Linked DNA regions of Rattus norvegicus: region 1 is linked to region 2. The links are chromatin contacts, called in public Hi-C maps. All regions are on one chromosome and are shown on one strand. Each heading gives the region's core, a stretch centred on a gene start, on an enhancer-like site or on the middle of the called end of the contact. The rest is flanking DNA. Distances are from core to core; before and after follow the strand shown. Region 1 overlaps Itga11 (integrin subunit alpha 11). Region 2 has its middle 20 kb from the start of Coro2b.

The links. A called contact is a pair of places that touch in the nucleus more often than the background predicts.
Region 1: a Hi-C map of the Rat2 cell line shows a contact between it and region 2, with 5 times the contacts expected there. The contact joins two enhancer-like sites. A contact is called at or near these places in 4 of 12 Hi-C or Micro-C datasets (the A7r5 cell line, the Rat2 cell line, Schwann cells and 1 more).

What each region holds. Positions count from the first base shown.
Region 1 is chr8:72,146,422-72,151,178 of GRCr8, reverse strand. Itga11 (integrin subunit alpha 11) reads right to left here. Exons shown (of 30, transcript NM_001413793.1): 29 at 3,418-3,531; 30 at 1,042-2,948. The coding sequence ends at 2,877. Among named protein-coding and RNA genes, the nearest start is that of Fem1b, 25 kb to the left of the region's middle. Within about 2 kb of position 2,173, at least 34 of the 93 cell types and tissues checked have an H3K27ac peak or open chromatin away from gene starts, as enhancers often do.
Region 2 is chr8:71,930,146-71,934,731 of GRCr8, reverse strand. No RefSeq gene overlaps it. Among named protein-coding and RNA genes, the nearest start is that of Coro2b, 20 kb to the right of the region's middle. Within about 2 kb of position 2,206, at least 29 of the 93 cell types and tissues checked have an H3K27ac peak or open chromatin away from gene starts, as enhancers often do.

The DNA.
Region 1 (4,757 bases), core at 924-3,423, 220 kb before region 2:
CCCAGCTTCTTTCAGTGTCACTGGGGCTCTCAGGAGTGAGATCTATCATAAACTCAACCCTGAAGACTTGCGGTAAGTAACCACAAGACCCTGTAGATTAGGCTGGGGCTGGGTTAATTTAACCAACCTTGAGCATGAAAGAGTTCCCAGGACTCGTCATAGAAAGCTGCCCATTGTGCCAAACTCCCCCATCCTCTGCTTTTCTGCCTGTCATGTCCCCTTGTTTGGAGCTCAGCTCAGCACAATTTCCTGCAGAGGCTTTGATAACCAGGTGATGCCCGGCCCCTCCCTGAGCTCTCAGATCAGAATCCCCGGGGACCACTCCTTGCCTCCTAGATGACCTTTGCTCCCTCAAGCACAGGTTCTCTAGCAGCCAGTCCTGGACAATTCTGCTTAGAAAGAAACAGATTCAGAAAGGTAGAACTAAAAAAGGGAGAAAGTGAAGGCTCACAGCCAGGGAGGTACAAGTGGGTCTGATTCATCCACCTTTTGGCCATTTAGTTTGTCTGGGAGTGGGCAGAGGGCATGGTGGGATGGAGTCCGGAGTTTGCAACTAGCATGGTTTACTATCAGTAGCTCAGGTGTCAGCTTCCATAAATAAGCCAACCTGTCAGCACCGGGCTTTCCGAAGCAGCACTCTCGTGAGAGCTGACGGGGTTGGAGAGAAAACGTTAGTCAAGTCACATGTTTTTGAGTATGGTCTGTTCATTCTCTTTTCACCAGTGACCACATCGGGCGACCACTGATATTCTGTTAGAGGGAAGTGGGCTTCTGAGCTCAGGGCTGAGTTCTACTTGTTTTACCTTTGGCCTTCAATTTAGTCCCTCTGAAGCTGGGGAGATGGCGGTCCTGGGTTTGAGTCTTAATTTTGCTGTGGAGAATGGTTGCACTGCCCTCTTCTGGCCACCTTGGGCACCTGTGTGCACATGTGCACATGTGCACATGCCCATGTGTACACATGCGTGTACACACACACACACACACACACACACACACACACACACACACATTCATAAACTTAAAAAAAAAAGACCCAAATACTTTCTAAATTATTTGTTAGGGTTCTGAAAAATGAATTACCAGTACAAGCATAGAATGGAGATGCTTGTGTCCAAGAGTGGTCTCTCTCTAAGTCAGTGTGTGGGAGGGTTGACACTGAAGGGCCAGCCTGGAGGGTCTGGGAACCTGAGTGAGGGAGCCCCTGGCCAAAGGTGGTGATGATGGTGGGCGAGCAGTGCACCACTACCAAGATGCAGAGATGTCGGAGCAAGAGAGGCCGGGTAGACCTTGGGAGAGAGATGGCTATGTCATGGACAAGACTGACCCCAACATTTAGATATGAGCAGACACCCTCCTCCCTTTCCTCTTTTTTTTTCTTTTTTCTTCTTTTTTTTCGGAGCTGGGGACTGAACCCAGGGCCTTGCGCTTGCTAGGCAAGCGCTCTACCACTGAGCCAAATCCCCAACCCCCCTCCCTTTCCTCTTTAAAACAGAATGCAGCCTTGCTTTGTCACAGAATGCAGCCTTGCTTTGTCACAGAGTGGAATGTCTGTTGTTGGTTGTTTTAAAATACCTTTTAGAACATTTTCTTAAATATATTTCTGACAGTAAAGGTCGTACTGCACAGGGGAACAGATGACATTGTTCAGATGAAACAGATGACAAGGGAACATTGATCTGACGATTTCCATCTCAACAAAGGGTTAAGGCATAAATTACTCTGCTGGGCATCCGACATGCCCCTTGTCCTTGGGGCTTGTCCCGAGAGCTGGCCAGTGAGATGCCTATCTGCCTCTGAGGTTTAAGGTTCTGAGTGGCCTTGCATGGGATTTGTTCAGTGCATGCCAAGAAGGCCTCTGTACAGCGCCTCCACAGGAGCCCTTCCCCCACGCATTAGTGCCTGGGAGGTGTATGAGTATATGGGTGCACGTGAGTGCGTGTGCATGCATGCATGCGTGTGTGCGCGTGTGTGTGTGCACGCACGGGGGCGTGTGTGTATGTGTGTGTGTGTGTGTGTGTGTGTGTGTTTGTGTGTGATGCAAAGAACAGAGGCTTCCAACCACAGTGCGCCTGCCAGGGACAAGCTGCAGTTGTCAGACAAGTGGGTATGGAGAGCCACAGATTTTTATCATCTTCAGACTTCCTAGCATGAGTTGCCTAGCAACCAAAGCTGCTGAGAGGAGCTGCGGGGGAGGCAGGAGAGCAGGAGTGAGTGGGTGGTGGTTACTGCTGGAGAGCTCTACCGCTTTCCGATGTTCCGATGTTCCGGAGGTACCCAGCATCCTGGTTCCCACCTGACCATCTGGCACAGTCCCTGGATGCGTTTCCACCATTGGCCTGCAGCTGTCATATCAAGCCACACAACTCTCGTTCACTCATGGAGATCTTTGGGATCTATCTATGGAGAAGGGATGTCTGTGCTTGGGAACCAAGAGCAGGGGTGAGAGGTGGGGATGTTATGCTGCGGGCCTTGGAGTCCTGAAACTCTAGGTCTAGATAGGGCGTGTACAGTGGGCGTGTATTTGCTAGCTTCCCCTTGCGTTTCTTCAGAAGTGGGCAAGATAAAAACAACCCTAGCACCTTAGTGTTTGGGGCAGCAGATTGCCTCCACGGAGCCTTGGGGGAAGGCTTCGAAGGGTCCCTTTTAGTCTTTAGGGATCTGTACTGGAAGCGTCATAACCTCTAGTAGAGAAGTTGCTCTGGACACGGGCTTGAGGTCCATCCCACAGGGATCAGTTACCATCGTTCCAGAGACGAGCTCAATGCAAAAGTCCACGGGTGTCCTCTTTGCTCCAGCTCTGTGAGGCCACAGGCCTGGGCCCACACACCCCTGGACTGGTGTCTGGCCCCCATCAACTTGAAGCTTCCTCTGGATCCTCACTCCAGCTCTTTGGGGACGGGGCCCAGGCTGGGCTCCCTCTTGCGCTTGGCACTTTTAAAGAAACCAAGCTGTGGGGAGGCAAAGTGGAAAGTATCAGGAGTGGACAGGCTAGGCGAGGTTTGCTGGTCCTCTGTTAGCCTCTCAGGTTTTCTCCTTAAGAGGGCTTCCCTAAATACCCCTCCTCCCCAGCTCACCTTGAGTACCCTTACTCCCTAACTCAGCGTGTGGACTAAAGCCAAACGGGTGGAGTCTTGGGCCAAGAGACAAGAAGTCAAGCTGGGTCACCAAGCCCTAGTTAGCATCCCCCTTTGGGCTTTTCTTTGAGGTCACCTTGCTTTTGACCCCACCTTGCTCTCTTTCGAAGTCATGGCCCCCCTTTCTTTCCATGCTACTGTTGAACTGCCTTTTAAACATTATTTTCTATTGTGGGGCATGAGCGAGTATACACATGCATGTGCTCATGTAGCAGGCAGAGGCTGACAGGTGTCTTCCTCAGACAGAGATGCTGTTCCTGTCCCCTCCCTACAGGAGCCTCACCTTCCACAGTGCCAGGACCAGCAGGGCCAGCAGCAAGAGGCCTCCCAGAGAGCTGCCCACGATGATCCAGATGGGGACCTGCCAGTCTTCTTGCTTGGAGATCTCAAACGTGACCTGCAAGGGGAGAGGACCAGGGCAATACTGTCACAGCTGCAGGGTTTCGACAGCAGCCCAGGGCAAAGGGTGGCACATGTGCAGGGTGGGGCCACATCTGTTCCTTTGGGAGATGTGGGAAGGGACATGTGGTACAGCTGTCTCACAACAGCTAGTTCTGCCCAGTTGACCTCTGACTGGCTGAACAGTGGTATGGGCTCCATGAGCTGTGCTCTCTGTGGCATTAGCTGTCTGCTCTCCCCAGTTCTCCTCCACGCAAGCTACTCTTTGACAGCCCTCTTGGCTGATCCTCATTTCTGCCAAATGCCCCCCCCCATGTTGGTCTGTTGCAGGTATGACTTCTGAGCCCCAGGGTCACTTGGGGAACTTAGGGTTGAACCCAGGAGGCCTGTTTCAATTGTTGTTTTCCTTCCTTTTCTTCTTTTGGGGGTGGGGTTTAGGGTCGACTGACCTTATACTTGCTATGTAGCCAACAATGACCATGATCTACCTTTTAAATATAAGTATATATTTAATTTTTAGGATTAAAATTGCATCGCCTCCTTTCTCTACCCCCTTCTCTGACCCCACCTTGCTCCCTTTTGAAGTCACGGACCCCCTTTCTTTCCATGCTATTGTTGAACTGCCTTTTCAACATTAGTTTTTACTGTAGGACTCGAGTGCACACATGCATGTGCACATCTAATGGGCAGAGGTTTACATCAGCTGTCTTCCTCAGTCACTCTCCATCAGAACAGTGTTTGAGACCAGGTCTCCCACTAAGCCTGGAGCTAGCTGATTTGGCTAGACTGCCTGGCTAGCAAGTCCCAGGGAGCCTTCCATCTCTACTTCCAAGCTGTGGTTTTACCTAAGTGCATGACCCTGAACAGATGCTTTACATAGGAAATGAACCCAGGCCCTCATGTTCGTGAGGTAAACACTTTACAAATGGAGGCATTTTCCTAGCCCTGGACCTGGAATTCCTGACCCTTCTGTCTCCACTTCTCAAGCGTGTGCCACCTCTACTCTTGATTTCTGTGGTCCTGGGGCTGAACCCAAGGGTTTGTGTCTGCCAGGCAAGTGTTCCATCAAGGAAGCTGCCTTTTAAAAAAACTTAGGAGAGGGCTGGAGAGATGGCTCAGAGGTTAAGAGCACTGACTGCTCTTCCAGAGGTCCTGAGTTCAATTCCCAGCAACCACATGGTGGCTCACAACCATCTGTAATGGGATCTGATGCCCTCTCTATGT
Region 2 (4,586 bases), core at 957-3,456:
CTGCTTCTCAGAGCAATTGATCTGGGTCTGGATGGAGATGCAATTTTCTGCCTCTGAGGTCATAGAGGAGCCCAGACTGCCTGCCCCTTGGTAATTGTTTCAGTCAGGGTCACTATTGCTGTGGTGAAACATCATGACCAGAAGCAACTTGGGAAGGATAGGGCTTATTTCACTCACAGTTCCATTTAACAGTTCATCATCAAAAGCAGTGAAGGCAGGAACTAGTTCAGGGCAGTAATCTAAAGGCAGGAGCTGATGCAGAGGCCATGGAAGGGTTGCTTCTCCTGGCTTGCTCAGCTTGCTTTCTTACAGAATTCAGGAACACAAACCCATGGATGGGCAGTTAGAGATGAAGTGATGGAGAGCCCAAGGTATGACCTCAAAACAGCCACGTCCAAGACAGGGACTGAAGTGCTCTCTGGCGCTCCTCTGTGTAATCCACCTCCCCAACCCATGCAGACACTGCCACTAAGCTGTCCAGGTCCCAACTCTTAGGGGGTAAAGATTGAGGTGTACCTGCTACTCCACGGAAGGCTCCCCTGCTGGCTCACAGCACAGCCTGGGGATACAGGCAGCTGTTCTCATCTCTGAGATCTTCAACCTCCGAGTCCCCACAGGGCTGAGCAGGGTCCCCATAGCTTCTGTCCCTGGTCATTCTCTGGGAGTGGAAGAAGCAGAAGTCCTCCTGGGCAGACTCACTTCCCACTCTGCCTCCCTGCTCTCTTGAGATCAGGCCTCCACCCTCTCTCACCCTGCTGTGCCCACAGCCCCAGCAAGGCCTTGACTGAACACCTAGCTTCCTCCAGAGCCTGTGTTAACTTCCTTCTTCTACAGTAAGACACCACAGACCCCTGGCATCTCCAACAGAGAATTCAGATAGTGAGGAATCAGGGACCCAGGGCTCTCACAGATGTTTGGAGACCTGGGCCTCATCTGTTAGATTAAGAAAATTGTGCATATATATATATAGGAATGCATTATATGTGTACATACATGCCTGAGCGCACGCACGCACGCACGCAAGCATGCATGTAAGTGGAGGTACCCATAGACACCAGAAGAGGGAGCTAGAATTACATGTGTCCATGAGAAGCCTACTGTAGATAAATGAAAACTGAACCTAGGTCTTCTGTGAAAGCAGTGTGCACTCTTAATCACTGAACCATCTCTACAGTCCTAAGACCAAAGTGTGTTTTAAAATAATTTCTATAAGAGCAAATCAAGTTGAAGAGACCGTAAAATACTTGGCATAGACAAGTAGTTTTCACCTATTAAAATGTGACAATGGCCTTTTATAGTAATCTTCTGGGAGATGACATATAAAGAATAGACTGGGGTCCTCTCAAAAAGAATTGAGGGTTAGAGTCCAGGGGCCCTTGCCTTCTCTTTGCTCCACGGACCAGGATGCCACAAGACTGGCCAAGTAAGGACCAGTCATAGAAAAAGGCTGCCTGTGCCCTCCAGGTTGCCTGAGGTCCAAGGGGGCCTTGTTATTAGCTTGGCCAAGCTCTCTTCTCACAGACAGGATACTGGGATCTCAACAACTCAACTGGTCATTTGACCAGTATATTCCAGAAGCCAGAGTCTGGACCGGGCGATGGATCTAGGTCTCCTGCCTCCTGGATTGACCCCCTTCCAGTTTCTCTTGGTTCAAATGGAAAAGAAAAAAGTACACAGGAAAAAAAATAGCCCAAATGTCTTCTGTCTCCCCACCTAGGCCACCCCTATTCTCTTCCATTCTGATGCTTAGCCATGACCCCGACCACCACAGTCTCATGAATTGCCTTTTCCCCTCCTCACTTGGAATTTGGACAGAGGACATCCATTTTTGTTAAGCATGGACACGATCTAGAAAGGATACAAACCTCCCAGGGGAAAGAAAGACCCATAAGAAGGACTGGGGGAGCAGAGCATTGTTGCTGGGCAACCAACTTCTTCTGTTGCCCCGGTAACAGCCCCATCAGAGGGAGACTGTATGCAGAGTGTGCCTGCGAGCTCCAGTCCCAGTACACCAGCTGGCTGGGTGTCCCTCCCCCTGTTTCGCGCGGCCTCCTGCACATATGGAAGGCCCCAAAGCAAGGTTACGACCCTTCCCACTGCACCTCCTGCCTTCTGTACCATCCTGCAGCACAGAATCAAATGCTTTGCACACCGTAGTCAGCTTGCCTCCAGACTACCGTTCACACACGCATTCATTCAACAAACATGCAGCCTTAGTGCCTACCCTGCAAGCACTCAGCCAGGCCCCAGAACATAGGGAAGGCGGGTAGGGTCCCACTGTCCCAGGCAGTAACTAGCAGGGTAGTCAGACAAGTAATTGTGAATGTGTCTGACCCGAAAACCATGAAGTCACAGAAGGGTGACCCTCCTCATCTGAGGGAGGGAAAGGGGAAGGGGTGGTCTGTGTAACACTCTCCCAAGACGCCATGCTCTCCTCTCCAGAGCCCTGAGCAGTACCTGCGGAGGCACAGGGAATGTGCAGCTGTGACTACATTAGGGACTGTATGTTGGGGAGTTACCCAGATCATTTTGGTCTCCCTGGATGTAACCACAGGTCTTCCAAGAAGGAGCAAGAACTAGAGCGAGAGATGGGATAGGGGAAACAAGAGGCAGGAGAGCTGTGAGGCATGTATGGTGCCCTCTGCTTTGGACTTCAGACCTTCAGTGCTGGGAAAGAATACAGCGGTCTCATTCAAAGCATCAAATGTGCGGTCATTTGTTAGAGCAGCCACAGAAAACTAATAGGGGCTAGGAAGTTTTTCTCAGAGGAGGTGATGTCTGGCAGAATCGGGGATGAGTCCCTCAAGGAACAGAGAAACCTACTTGGACAAAGGCCAGGATGATTGCCTCTGGTCCACTGTGCTGTATGTAGCGAGGTGGTGAGGGATAGACAGTGAGAGGAGGTAGAAACCAACAGCAGTGAGGAGAGGAAGGCAGTGGCCAAATCACACCGGGTGTCCCAGGGAACAAGAGGGGACCACTGAAGGTCATAGAGAGAGGTGGCTGAGTCACACTACAGTACTGAAAAGACCACTGGCTTCAGCAGAAAGGACTGTCCCCGTGAGACTTGAGAACAGCAGCGATGGGATGGAGGGGCAGAAGGAAGAGCTCAGAGGGTGGGCTCGACTCTGAGGTGAACTGAGGGCTGACTTCATCCATCCCACTGTGGGGAAGGCAAAGAAAGAACAGGTAATCTGGAACTTTTGTGTTTGCCAGCAGGTGGCACCATTGGCCATATGGTGGTAGGGAGCCTGAAGTCTGGGGTAGCTGTAGGAAGGATCCCAATGTCTCTGAGCAAAACCCCCAGGAGGTGGGAAATACTTGGAACTAGATAGAAGACACTCCACAGAGAACTGTGACTGCCAGGGTCCAGCTTATAGTCAGTCCTCAAACGATGCACCACCAGTCACCTCCCACTGTAGTCCCAACCAGAAGGTTCCAGAAACTGATGGAGATGGAATCTCTGAAGTGGAGCACTGGCCAGGATCTAGAAAACAGCTCTGTGTTCTCAACCTTCATCTCCAATTTCTAAAGCACAGGCAGAGTTCACCCCACCCTGAGGAAGGGGATGCTATGGGACCTCCTCCATCTTCAAGTTGCCCAATATCCAGAAGACTTGAAGGTGACTGTGAGATCTGAAAATGACCAGAACACAGCTAGAGAAAAAAGTCTCAGCTGTATGGCAAATCAGAGAAGTGACAGTTACCTGCAAACATCCTCACACCCAACTCTGGGGGTACATTTGTGAAAACACTGAAGTGTGAATGCTAGGGTAAACTGAACAGTAATTTATTTTACCACCCTAAAAAAATACTCTCTCCTACCAGGTATGGAAGCACACACCTTTAATCCTAGAAGAGGAGGAGGCAAGTGGATCTTTGTGAGTTGGAGGCCAGCCTGGTCTACGCAGTGAGTTCTAGGCTAGCCAGGGTTACATAATGAGACCCTGCATGGTGGTTTAAGTACATATGACCCCCACAGACTCATGTGTTTGAAAGCCAAAGGGAGTGGCACTTTAGAAGGCGTGGCCTCGTTGGAAGAAGTGTGTCACTGTGGAGGGAGGCTTTGGGGTGAAGTCACATAGTCTCCTTCTGCTGCCTGCAGGTCAAGATGGGAAACTTTCAGCTCCTTCTCCAGTTCCGTGTCTGCCTGCACGCTGCCATGTTTTGCACTATGATGGTAATGGACTAAACCTCTGAAACTGTAAGCCAGCCCCAATTAAATGTTGTCCTTTGTGAGAGCTACCTTGGACATGGTGTCTCTTTATAGCAATAAAAGCCTAACTAAGACATTCTGTCTCAAATATAATAAATAAATAAATACATAAATAAATAAATAAATAAACTTTTTTTACTCAGTAATTTTAATGTTTGCAACATATTCTAAAGAAATAAACAGAGCCAGGTGTGGTGGCCATGCCTTTAATCCCAGCACTCAGGAGGCAGAGGCAGGTGGAACTCTGAGTTGGAAGCTCGCCTGGTCTACACAGCCAGTCTTGGATAGCTAGGGCTACACAGAGAAAACAAACAAACAAACAAACAAACAAACAAAAAACCAAAAACAAAAACAAAAGAAAAAACCCCAAA